3 separate regions of the Mus musculus genome follow, and regions 2 and 3 are each linked to region 1. Evidence: chromatin contacts called from public Hi-C and HiChIP or PLAC-seq data. All regions are on one chromosome and are shown on one strand. The core of a region is the stretch at or near the end of the contact, and the rest is flanking DNA. Distances in the headings are between cores, read along the strand shown. Region 1 holds the start of Parp8 (poly (ADP-ribose) polymerase family, member 8). Region 2 has its middle 64 kb from the start of Emb. Region 3 has its middle 120 kb from the start of 4930435F18Rik.

Region 1 (4,042 bases), core at 903-3,402:
GACTCCTAACAACAGCACTAGGGTGAAGAGTCTCCACAGACTAAGTCAGTAGCCCCAGCTCTTTTAAACCAGTTGTCTCTAAAAGCAATTGGATAAAGAAAACCCAAACCACAAAAATGAAGAAAGCAAGGTGTAGAAACTTTTGATGCAAATTCTTCTTCCTCCGTTCAAAATTGCCTTTGAGCTGCATCAAAGCCCTGACAATTGACTACTAAAATATGCATCTCTTCCCCCAAAGGAAAAGCCATCCACGCCAGCTTCATATAACTCTCCAAAATCTTTTCTACAACTAAATGTGAAAACCAAAATAACCACTCCTTTGCGGAGGAAAAAAGAAAAACGCCTGGGGAACTGGGAAGACCACGTGTTTATGTCAACCTTCAGGAAAATGGAAAAAAGAGACACGTTGGCAAAATAAGCACTGGTGGCGATCAAACTATTTTGTGACATCTTTTTATGTCTTTCACATATTTCACTCCATGCTCAATGTACCAATTTTGCACGGTGTCGCCTGTGTCAAATCCAGAACGCCTAAAGAGCAATCTACTACTGAAGCAGAACACTATGTGGAGTTCTGCTCATCCTCTGTTAGCTTAAGAAGAAAAAAAAAACTTCAAACATATTTATTTTCCCTCTTCTATATAAAATCGGGAGACAACTGGCGAGGAATGCAGCTAGATAGCAGTCCCAAGATTAAACAAACAAGCAAAAAAATACCCAAACACGGAAGACACCAGGAACAAAGGAAACACAAGCGTGTGAACAGGAAATGAAGCAACTCTATACACATAAATACCTTTTGGGGCCGCCAACGTAGGTGAAAGTAAAGGTGGAGTCTGAGTATCTGAAATCTGAAACGGAAAGTCGTGTTATAAGCCACCCCATGTGTTGTTTTTAACCCCAATTCTGTCTTGAACCTACACTTTTGTGTGAGCCTAGGAGGCCCGATGGGGAGGGAAGCAAAGGCTGGAGAGCTAGGGGCCGCCAGCAGGGTGGTGCAGGAGGGGATGCGGAGCACCCCGTGGGGTGCAGCGGGAGGCCGCCCCCCGCAACAAGTGCCGGGTGCCATGGCAACAGCGGGAAATTCCCAGCCAAGCAGCCGGAAGCAGCCCCTGGCAGGCTTCGGGCTGCGAAGCCCGAACTGCCCTCGGCCTTGGATGGGGGGGTGGGAGGACGGGGAGCAAAGATGGACGCAAAGCGACCCCCAGGTTGGGCCTGCGTAGCTCGGGAACCCCGGGAATCCATCCATCCCTTCCCCGGGGCGGTGTCCTGCGCGCTCGCCGAGGAGCGGGTGCAGCGGAGGGGGCGGGAGCTCGGCCCAGCGCTGCCTTCTCCCGGGGCCTCGGCGCCTGGCGGGAGCAGCGCAGCGCAGCGCAGCGCAGCCGGTCCCTTCCCGGCCGCCGCCGCTCGGCCGATGGCGCAAAGCCGCCGGGCTCTAGCCCGCCCCGCTCGGCCACGGCTGCCGAAGCCGGGAGGCAAAGCTCGGATGCTCTGGGCACCGCCAATGGCTGGAACCCAGCGCCCGGCCCCTGCACTCTGATCGCGCGGGTCCTGCCCCAGGAGCCGGAGACTGCCCTGGCCTGGTGGGGTTTTTTGGGGGGGAGGGGGGTGGCTCGTGCCCCCCTCCTCTTTGGGTTTCAGCTCACGCCGCTGCAGCTATTTCCAAATGCACCCGGAATGGGGACTTGCCGCCCCACACTCCCAAGCTACACGCGTCGCGGTCAGAAATCTGGGCAATGGGGGTAGACAGAGGGGAGGCTGACTCCTGGTCCCAGGATCCGAGAGGCAAGAACTCACCTGCAAACAGGCAGTCTTTCTCGGCTCTTGACTTCTGGATCACGACGTCGATATCCTTCTGAATTCTCTCTTGCCTTGAACACATCCCCATTAAATAAATCCCTGGAAAAGAAGCAGCCGCTATTTCCACTCCACCCCACCCCCCTCGCACGCTTCCAGCTTTCGTAAATATTCAGTTAAAAATGAAACCTCTGGCCGAGGCAGGGGCTGAAGGCGAAGTGGTTTCGGAAGTGATCCCGGGTGAGAGAGGAGGAGGAGGTGGAGGAGGAGGAGGAGGAGGAGGTCGGCTTTGCATTCCCAGATGTGACCGCCCAGCTGCTGCTCGCCGCTGCTGGATTCCAATTTCCTCCTGTTCTGACAATGGATGGTGATGACACGGAGTCTCACTTTCTCCCTCCCCCCCCACCCCCGCCCGGACTGACGGCCGTAGGAAAACGAGGGGCCCGAAGGGGGCCGGGGACCGCTGGAGAGCGATCGGCAGCTGTGGAGCGGCAGGCGCCGGAGAGGGGCGAGCCCCGCTCCGACTCACGCGCGCACACCCCTCGCGGCCCGCACGCCGGCCTTCCCACACCCGCGCACACTCGCGCCCGCGGGCGGCGGCCGTGCCCAGGCTGCTGCAGCGCCGCCCGCCAGCCGCAGACCCTCCCGCACCCGCCGCGGGTCACCGGGCCCGGCTGCGCGCCGCTGGGGCTTTAATAGTATCCGCCATCCGCGCAGGCTGGATTTCCCCACCCCCGACTGCCACTCGAGCCGGGAGCTGAGTGACAGTGTAGGTAGTGAAGACTCCCTGGAGCTCCCAGCCTCTCCCGCACCACCACCACCACCCCTCCTCTTTCCACCACTTTTATGAATTCGACTCCACTTTCAGAAGGAATTATGAGTCATATGGAAACCCAAGCCGGAGTGGCTGGGAGGAAGAAAGAGGGGGAAAAGAAAAAAAAATCTTTACGAATTAAAAATAAAGTGAACAAGTCTTTCCTTGTAATCACATCAGGCAAAGGGAGAAAGGCTGGAGATCACTCTAGGAGGACTCTCCCATTTCCTTATTGCCTTCTTTTTTGGTGGTGAGGTGATGGGGGTTCTTTTATTGTTTTGCTTTGCTTTTGCTTCTCAGGGTGGTTTGTTTGTTTGTTTGTTTGTCCCAGGTTTGAGAAGCTCTTTTGAAAATGAAGCCCTTTCTAGACTCCAAAGACTCTTGTTCTTCCTTTCCAGCTCTGTTCATAAGAAATTGGCCTGAGGGGACTCCCTAAGTCAGGGATACCTGGCTTGGGTCTTATTCAAAACCTCAGCCTTCTGTGGGCTGAGGCAAGGGAAAGTTTCTCCAGCCCTAATACCTTGCGCAACAAGGAAAACCATACTGTCCGCTCTCTATTGCCCTGCTTTAAGCTTATGATGGTTGGTCCACCTTTTCTGCCGCAAGGAACCTGAACCCGCTCCACCAAGCTCTTTTCTTTAGCATCGTTTCTGAGAAGTGTCCCCCAGGCAGACCATAGGTATATTGTTTTGCATTCTAAGACCAAGCAGTGTCTGGAATATAGGAGGTGTTATCAATCATGTTGTCCGGAACCTTTTAATCTTCCCGATAGGAATAGTGAGTAGGGGAAGCTTTTCCTGTGCTGGCAAGCCTGAGTCAGTACCCTGGAGCCTAGGGGCTGAACAGACACGCCCAGAAGAGTATTAGAATTTCAAACCCTTTTCAAGGCAGAGACTGACTGCTGGAAACACTCAGGCTGGAGGCTTATGGTATATATCCAGCCTTTTAACATCATCTGTATTCTCACGCTTTTCCTCTTGTAATCCTCAGTTTCCGACAGCCTTTAGTGACGGCAGAAGACAGCATACATCCCACAGCAGTTAGGTGGGGCTTTGCAGGGTTAAAGCTCTCCTTTGAGCCTGGCCTTGGACACAGTGATCCTTAACCTAACTACAGAGACAGGTCACTGTGAGACTGGTCTGAGGCCTGTAGCTGCTCAGATCCATATCCCTTGAAGCTTGAGAGCTCTGGGGATCTCATCCACAGAGCACCCAAGGCCTTCGCTTTCCCTTCGCTGCCTTGCTTGAAGAGACTTCACTAAGGGTTAACGTTGTAATAAAGTGAGCCAAATAATCTGATTATATAGCCAGGAAAGAAAAGCACATGTATGAACCAATCCTGGCAGTTCCTCCCTCATACGGGACCATGTGGGCACCAATCGCAGGCCTGAGGATCACTAGGGAAACTAGTCTCCAGCTGATAGTGGGTGGA
Region 2 (3,995 bases), core at 20-2,519, 260 kb after region 1:
TCTTATACATTGCTTGTAGGAACATAGGGAACAATGTGGAAGGAGGCCTGACTGGTTGGTTCCTAACACAACAAATATACTTGATGATCAAGAAATATTCATTCCAGAGAAAGGAAATAACATGCTTCCTCCAAAGCTTCTCAATACTGTTGACCCCAAATAAACTGTCTCAAAAATAGGTGTCTGGCCAGACAGTGGTGGCGCATGCCTTTAATCCCAGCACTTGGGAGGCAGAGGCAGGCAGATTTCTGAGTTCGAGGCCAGCCTGGTCTACAAAGTGAGTTCCAGGACAGCCAGGGCTATAGAGAGAAACCCTGCCTCACACACATACACACACACACACACACACACACACACACACACACACACACACACACACAAAAGATTGTGTTAACAACTTATATACTGCCATAGTTTACAATAGAAATGTTCTCCCAAAAGCCCATGTTTGTTTGTTTGTTTGTTTTTTAAAGATTTATTTATTATATGTGTGTACACTGTAGCTGTCTTCAGACACCCCAGAAGAGGGCATCAGATCTCATTATGGATGGTTGTGAGCCACCATGTGGTTACTGGGATTTGAACTCAGGACCTTTGGAAGAGCAGTCGGTGCTCTTAACCACTGAGCCATCTCACCAGCAAGCCCATGTTTTAAAGGGCTTAACCCTCGCCAGGTTGGATCTCTTGGGAAGTAATGGAGACTTTTAGGGCTAGGGTTTTGTGAGAGATCTTCTCATCAGAGCCATATTCTGAAGGAGTACTGAGATTTGGTTCTCCATATTTGTCCCTTCCATTCCCAACTGTGAGCCAAGCAGTTTTACCATGTGCTTCTTGCCATGTTATATGGCTTAGCCACAGGTCGCAGGCCCAAATATATACAAATATATATATTTGTGTATGTGTATTAAAATAATCTGGCCACAGTATTTTTATTCTGTGTTATTTTAACTTCATACAAGAGGAAAATGACATACTTTAGGTTGCTCATTTTCATACTTCGCCATAGCTTCAATAGACACTTCATGATGAAGAAAAGCCTTAAAAGGATCTCTTAAGGTTGAATCCAAGCTGTGCACATTTCCAAAACAAATCTGCACATAAAAAGCTACAGGACAGGTATTCATATCCACGCCAATCCTCTTTCATAACTGCATTAACACATGCTTGCCTCTTAAACATGATTCTGCAGACCTTATGTCGGTACAGCATGGAGCCCAAAATAGGGAACTGCCAGGCAGGGTTCACAGTGGCTTGCAGAGGCAGGAAGCAGGATGTGGGTACCCACAGCATCCAGCAGCATGTGTTTAAGTGAGGAACAGACATCTATTTGATGACCTTGTGAACCAGCTCAATGGATATGCTACGGAGAATATGACAAATTATATACGTTCTGTGTAATAAATCTTTTCAATGCTTTAAAAATTCCCAAGATTCTGAAAAGAGTTACCAAATTATAATTTAATTCTGCTCTTGATTATGTTCTGGGGTTTCCCATGTTGGAAAAAAATAGCGTTTGTCTAAAGAGTAAAGGGTAGTTTAAGTGTGATTGTGTGATGAGAACTCAAAGTTCATGTGTTTGTTTTATTTTTTTTTCATTATTTTTGCGATGATAGGAAAATTAAGCTTAATCTTGCCTTCTATAAGATTATTTCAAGTATACAACACAGTGTTCAGTATGGGTACAATATGTGTCCTGGCTCTGTGATTTAGCCATCTTACAAAACTTAAGATTTATTCTGTTTGAACTGCAGCTCTTACCTTGTACTCTCCAGCTCTGTTTCTGAGTGATTGTTTATGTTATATATTTCATATTAATAAATCATAGAGGACTCCTAGAACTTGGCCTCTGTCACTGTTTCATTTAACAGATAATCTGCTGATTCACCCATGTTCCTGCATGTCAGAATTTCTCCCTTTCTCTCTTTCTGTCTCTCTCTGTCTCTCTCTGTTTGTGTCTCTCTCTGTCTCTCTGTCTCTCTCTTATTTTCTGTTCAACTTACTGTGATAAAATACCCTGATAGTAATTCAGGGAGAAAGGGCTTATTTTAGCACACAGTTCCAAATTCCAGTCCCTCCTAGCAGGAAAGTCACAGCAGCTTGAGACTGAGAAAGTTGATCCGGTTACACGTATAAACAGTAACAAAGTGTAGTGTGTGCACAAATTTGAGTGCTCAGTTAACATTTTCCACTCTTTCACAGGTCAGGATGGCCTGCCTAGGGAATGGTACCACCCACAGTAGGCAAGTAATCAAGATCGTCCCCCAGAGACATACCCTCATCCCGGCTTAAATCTTTCACTGTGACTTGATGCCCAGGTAATTCTACATTGTGTGTAGTCAATAAGGAAAAACTAACAATCCTGGGCAAGCAATGTCTCAGGAGTAAAGGGCTTCCTAAGAAGCCGGGCCACCTGGGTTCCATACCTAGCACTCACATCCTGGAAGGAGAAAACTAAGTCCCACAGGTTGTTCTCTGACTTCTGCATGTTCCCCCCACACATATGCAAACAAATAAGACACTATTTAAAAATGAAAACTAACCAGAACCGCTTTAAATGCTAGATTATCTCCCTAGCTATTCGTTTTCAAAGTGGAGCTTTCTCCCTTTTCTATCCCCATTGGATGGTTCCAGAGTGAACATGTTCCCCTTTGATGAGGCCCCTTAAACCTTTATAGCTTTTGAAATTCTGGTTTCCTTCTTTTTATTTCTTTTAAAGATTTATTTTTAAATAAATGTTTGTGAGTACATTGTCACTCTTCTTCAGACATATCAGAAGAGGTCATTGGATCCTATTACAGATGGTTATGAACCACCATATATATATATGGTTACTGGGAAATGAACTCAGGACCTCTGGGGGAGCAGTCAGTGCTCTTCACCTCTGTGCCATCTCTCTAGACCTTATTTATTTATTTGTTTATTTGACAAATTTTGTTTGTGGTTTGACAGTTGAAGCCAGGAGCTTGCTGGGAATAAACAGTCAGTCTTCTTGCTGATCCACATTTCCAGTTCTTTATAGTGATTTTCAGTTTGTGGCAGAGTTTTGCTGAGATGCCCAGGCCAGGTTTGAACCTACTTTATAAGCTAGACAGGTAGGTCTTAGAATTTGGTCCTCCTGCCTCAGCCTCCCTGGTCTCTGGGATGACAGGTATAGACCACTGTTCTTAGTGACAGGCTCACTTTTTTTGTTTATTTGAAGCAAGGTTTCTCTGTGTTGCCCTGACTGTTCTGGAACCTGCTCTGTAGACCAGGGTGGTCTCAAACTCAGAGATTCCCCTGCCTCTGTTTCCTGAGTATTGAGATTAAAGGAATATGCCACCAGTGCTTAGTACAGGCTAACTATGAATGGCTTATCTGTTAACTTTTTAAAGGCTTAATATATAAATGTGTGGGTTTGTATATAAACATATATAGTATCTGAGCATGTATATTCAAGTCTCTCATGTATGTGTGTGTGTGTGTGTGTGTGTGTGTGTGTGTGTGAATACACACACACACACACACACACATCATTTAGTTCTTTTATGACTTTTTAAATTGAAAATAGACTTTTTCCCTACAGTATGTTCTGATTACAGTTTCCCCGTCTACAAATCCTCCCACATCCTCCCCATCTCCACACTTACTGAAATCCATACTTTCTTACTCTCTATCTCTCATTAGAAAACAGACATCTAAGATGGGTGGGGTGGCGCACGCCTTTAATCCCAGCACTTGGGAGGCAGAGGCAGGCGGATTTCTGAGTTCGAGGCCAGCCTGGTCTACAAAGTGGGTTCCAGGACAGCTGGGGCTATACAGAGAAACCCTGTCTCGAAAAACCAAAAAAAAAAAAAAAAAAAAAAAAAAGAAAACAGACATCTAAAAAAATAATAAATAAGATAAAAATAAAGCTGAATAGGATAAAACAAACAAGTGGAAGAAAGAACCGAAGAAAAAACACAAGAAACATATCTACTCAGACACAAAAATGCCATAAACACACAAAACAAGAAACC
Region 3 (3,640 bases), core at 380-2,879, 310 kb before region 1:
AGCCATGGTTTCACTCTGAAGATCATTTGTCCCTAATTATCCCCTGCCTTCCCTCAATTTACTAGAAGGACAGGTGTCTTTTTTTTTTTTCTTTGCAAGATTTTGTTAAAAACAAAAGTCAACATCTTTCAGGAATATACAACTGGAATTCAAAGTCTCACTGGATAGGACCACAACTTAAAACTACAGTAGAGCCTCCTTAATTACCTGATATATTTTGGGGTGACATATCAGGTACATGGTGACACTGTATTAATCCTCCTGATATACTGTCTCCACCTACAGTCAGAACTGCACAATTAGAGATTCTGATGAAGCAGAAGGTGAAAAGGAACAAGTTTTCTGAGGTATTCTTCAAAATGTATCAATTTATTGGCAAATATTCCTGAATGGAAGAAAGAAAAAAATGTCCATAAAGAAGCAAGTATTTGATGGTTGTCTTATTTAACCAACTGCTCTGCAGTCCAACCATAGGTGTCACCTTACATGCCCACTTTAGTTCAGGAAACTGGAATCCAAGAATATCACAGCTTGCCTAACATCCAACATAGTTACTCTAGGGCTGAAATCGTATTTGGAGAATAATAAACAGCTACAGTTCTAAAAACCAGCACCATTCTGCTATGTGTCTTTCCTTCAATTGGTTAGCTTTCGAAAATAGTTTGGGATGCACTCAGTTACTCTCAAACTATTTGGGCACCGAGGCAAACAACCCAACCACAGCTGAGTCTGAAGGAAACCGAGCTCTTCCAAAACAGATTCCCTAGACCAGTGTGACGCACTCTGAACTCCAGGAGCTGGCTGGCCTGTGTGTGGAATTATGCTGTCTGACTGAAGGTTACACCTCTGTATTACAAACATTCAAAGGTATCCACATGTGCCTCACTTGCACTAAGTCAACACACATTGCCTTCATACTTCATTGTCTACACCCTTGGGTGTTTATAAGACGACCCAGAGGTTCTTTGCCACCCTGTTGGTCTTGTATCACTGCGACATTCTTCAAAGAGCCCCCTCATACTTAGCTGTCTTAATATTTACATTTTAACTTTAGGATATTGATATTCTTCCAGTAATACTTCTGAGCCAAGAAAGAAATCCTCTTCCAAATTTTTATAATAACTATTATATGTCATTGGCTATTATATTAGTTGGGTTTTTGTGTGGGACACCACTATTTTATGTAAACTCTACAACTGTCACATTTAGTCAGAAGTTAGTTAAAATGGTAGAAAAGCATTTAAACGAAATTGACTGCAGTCCACCTTCCAGGAAGTTATGTTTTTATGCCCTATTCTTGACTCAGGACCAAAAGAGCTGTCACTTTCCAATCTTCTCTACCTGAATCTCATTAAGCAGGAACAGTCTAGAATTCTAAATGCAATGGCCAGACCGGTTCTCTTATCACGGCCTTTGCTGCCACCTGCTGTCCACCCTACAGTTTTTAAATGGATGTCAGGATGTTACAGAACTCAGAAAGCTGATGGTTAGTGAGGGCATCCATCCACTGGAATACATCACAACACGCTCTTTAAATAATTAACGCACTTGGTATCTGTAGAAGATGGTTTTCTTGCCATACTCTTTATTTCAAATCAATACAATTTCTAATTTCTTCCCTAGCACAGCTGGCTGATGAAAGTTTGAATTTTCTTGTTATGGGCAAGGTCAGAATTTTAAGCTGAGATGGCCAGTTGTAGTTGACAACGAGTGAGTAGATTTTCTCTGTCGTCTCTGCTGACTTTGCCCTCAGAGTGGGTTGTAGATCTGGCCTTGTCCCTTTGTTCTTAACGGTTGGTCTGAAGCTCTGCCCACACTCTTCACTATTATTTAACCTCGTTTATGATTTAGATTGAAGAATGAAGTAAAGGGACGTCATTCACAGATTCTCAGTATAGATCAAATCCTATGACGATGATCTTCTTGGACAGGTCATTTAATAAGGTGATCTCTGTAACATTTCTGGAGCACTTGCTGACATCTTGAACATATTCAAGAAGCAAAGTAAGTAATAGATGCAGAAATTTCATAGACAGAGTGACCCTTGTTGGTGGTACTTTACACTTGCAACTGGAAAAAACAAAACTTCAGCATGGTACTGGACTAAAAGGTAAATGCAATCATTCTATACTTCTCTATTAAACTTCTACCTGTAGTTATCATACTGGTCCCCAGCAGTGATGTTAAATTCCTTCCAAGAACACAGAACCTGATTTATATAGTCCATAAATATTCACTTTCTTTATGGCAAAGTTCTACCACCACCACCAAATGTTACATTTAAACCCAGATAAGTCACCTCACTCAACCAAGCATTTCAGAAGCACCTAGTATACTTAAGTGGACTTAAATGTGACCAGCCTTCTAAAATCCTACAGGCAAGACTCTTAACAGCGAGACATCATTCATAAAGGTCAGCATATCCAAACGCATCTTGGGCAGGAGGCAACTCTATGTTAACCCTGAAAAAAATGTATCAAAAATACAAGCTGCTGTTCTCCATCTTGCAAAGTTTCAGAATCTGATTTGTCTTTCAAGTTCATCACAACCTTTCAAAGAGTGTTTTTGGCAATGTTTGTGGAATAATAAACAGCCCAAAAGCTGTAGAAATGATTTAAGTGTTCCCGACTCTGAAGTAAGTAAGATATTTAACTAACTTTAAATGTCTCCTTACATATTGCCCTCTCTCTCTCTCTCTCTCTCTCTGTGTGTGTGTGTGTGTGTGTGTGTGTGTTGTGAATTTTCCCAATTACTATTCTTCAGAGCACCAAGCCCATCATTTTTATGTTGGAATGCAGAAATATATGACTTTGCAGGTTCATTGCTTGCATATGTTTTTCTTCGGAGTGGCCAGAAGCGGCCATTTTTCATTCTTGCTAACAAGCTTTCAAAAGGCTTTGCCTCCTACATTCCTTTCTTGATACAGTATACAAAGGGAGTCTGCCTTTGTGAGTTGTAATTCTTCTAGTTGCTTCCGGTGCAGCAACATATCATGAGAGTTTAACTCGGGGTTACAGAGGAAGAGGAGAATTGATGTGCTAATCACTGACCTGATAATTTCCACTTAATGAGAGCCTTCATCACACATGTGTTTGCTCACTTCAGTTATCCATTTGTTCACCAAGATTTGCTGGAAATGTGCTAAGAGCTGGGCCTTCTTGGGGCTGAGTTATACCCATCAATTAATTCATGAGTGAATAGGGATAACACCCAACATCAAAGACAGCACCCTACTGCATTCTTTTGAGAGGCGTATCTGGCAGAGGCTCAAAGTATGGGTTTTTGAGAACTTGACTGTGCCTGGGTTTCAATTTGAGCTCGATATCTTGCTCTCTCTGCTTTCTATAGAATTTGTTTTACCCTTGTATCTTATCCTCATCTATAAAAGAAACAAAAGCAACTTGGGGTGGGTGGGAGTGCAACTTTATCGAAGCGGGGAGAATGGGATTGGAGGTTTCTGGGGTGGGGAGTTGGGGAAAGGGATAACACTTGAAATGTAAATAAATAAAATATACAATTAAAGAAAAGCAGCCATCTCTCCAAGTTGAGAAAATGAGTTCATGGGCAGAGCATATCCATACAGGTGCCTGGAACTGCATTTATGTTGGGCTACTTACTCCTCACTATTCAGGTTTCAGTT

The links. Hi-C and Micro-C count contacts between places; a contact is called where the count stands out from the background. HiChIP or PLAC-seq counts read pairs in DNA pulled down with a chosen protein or histone mark.
Region 2: a contact with region 1 is called in an H3K4me3 HiChIP or PLAC-seq map of bone marrow-derived macrophages, with 4 times the contacts expected there. The contact joins the enhancer-like site here to the promoter of Parp8 in region 1. A contact is called at or near these places in 8 of 39 promoter capture datasets (the 3T3-L1 cell line, the C10 cell line, the HPC-7 cell line and 4 more), 1 of 15 datasets of contacts at CTCF or cohesin (the NIH/3T3 cell line), 20 of 484 Hi-C or Micro-C datasets (B cells, the C2C12 cell line, CD4 T cells and 16 more), 4 of 115 datasets of contacts at active chromatin or transcription factors (bone marrow-derived macrophages, memory CD8 T cells, pro-B cells and 1 more) and 1 of 9 other capture datasets (adipose tissue).
Region 3: a Hi-C map of the N1E-115 cell line shows a contact between it and region 1, with 8 times the contacts expected there. The contact joins the enhancer-like site here to the promoter of Parp8 in region 1. A contact is called at or near these places in 2 of 39 promoter capture datasets (embryonic stem cells and pre-B cells) and 4 of 484 Hi-C or Micro-C datasets (the N1E-115 cell line, embryonic stem cells and nephron progenitors).

The regions. Positions count from the first base shown.
Region 1 is chr13:117,023,379-117,027,420 of GRCm38.p6, forward strand. It overlaps Parp8 (poly (ADP-ribose) polymerase family, member 8), which reads right to left and starts at 2,153. Exons shown (of 27, transcript NM_001081009.2): 1 at 1,987-2,153; 2 at 1,798-1,899; 3 at 797-851. The coding sequence starts at 1,888.
Region 2 is chr13:117,282,977-117,286,971 of GRCm38.p6, forward strand. No RefSeq gene overlaps it. Among named protein-coding and RNA genes, the nearest start is that of Emb, 64 kb to the left of the region's middle. Within about 2 kb of position 1,270, at least 64 of the 459 cell types and tissues checked have an H3K27ac peak or open chromatin away from gene starts, as enhancers often do. A contact at or near this core is called in CD8 T cells, Th2 cells, bone marrow-derived macrophages and 3 more, where this site is marked.
Region 3 is chr13:116,713,597-116,717,236 of GRCm38.p6, forward strand. No RefSeq gene overlaps it. Among named protein-coding and RNA genes, the nearest start is that of 4930435F18Rik, 120 kb to the right of the region's middle. Within about 2 kb of position 1,630, at least 1 of the 459 cell types and tissues checked has an H3K27ac peak or open chromatin away from gene starts, as enhancers often do. A contact at or near this core is called in the N1E-115 cell line, where this site is marked.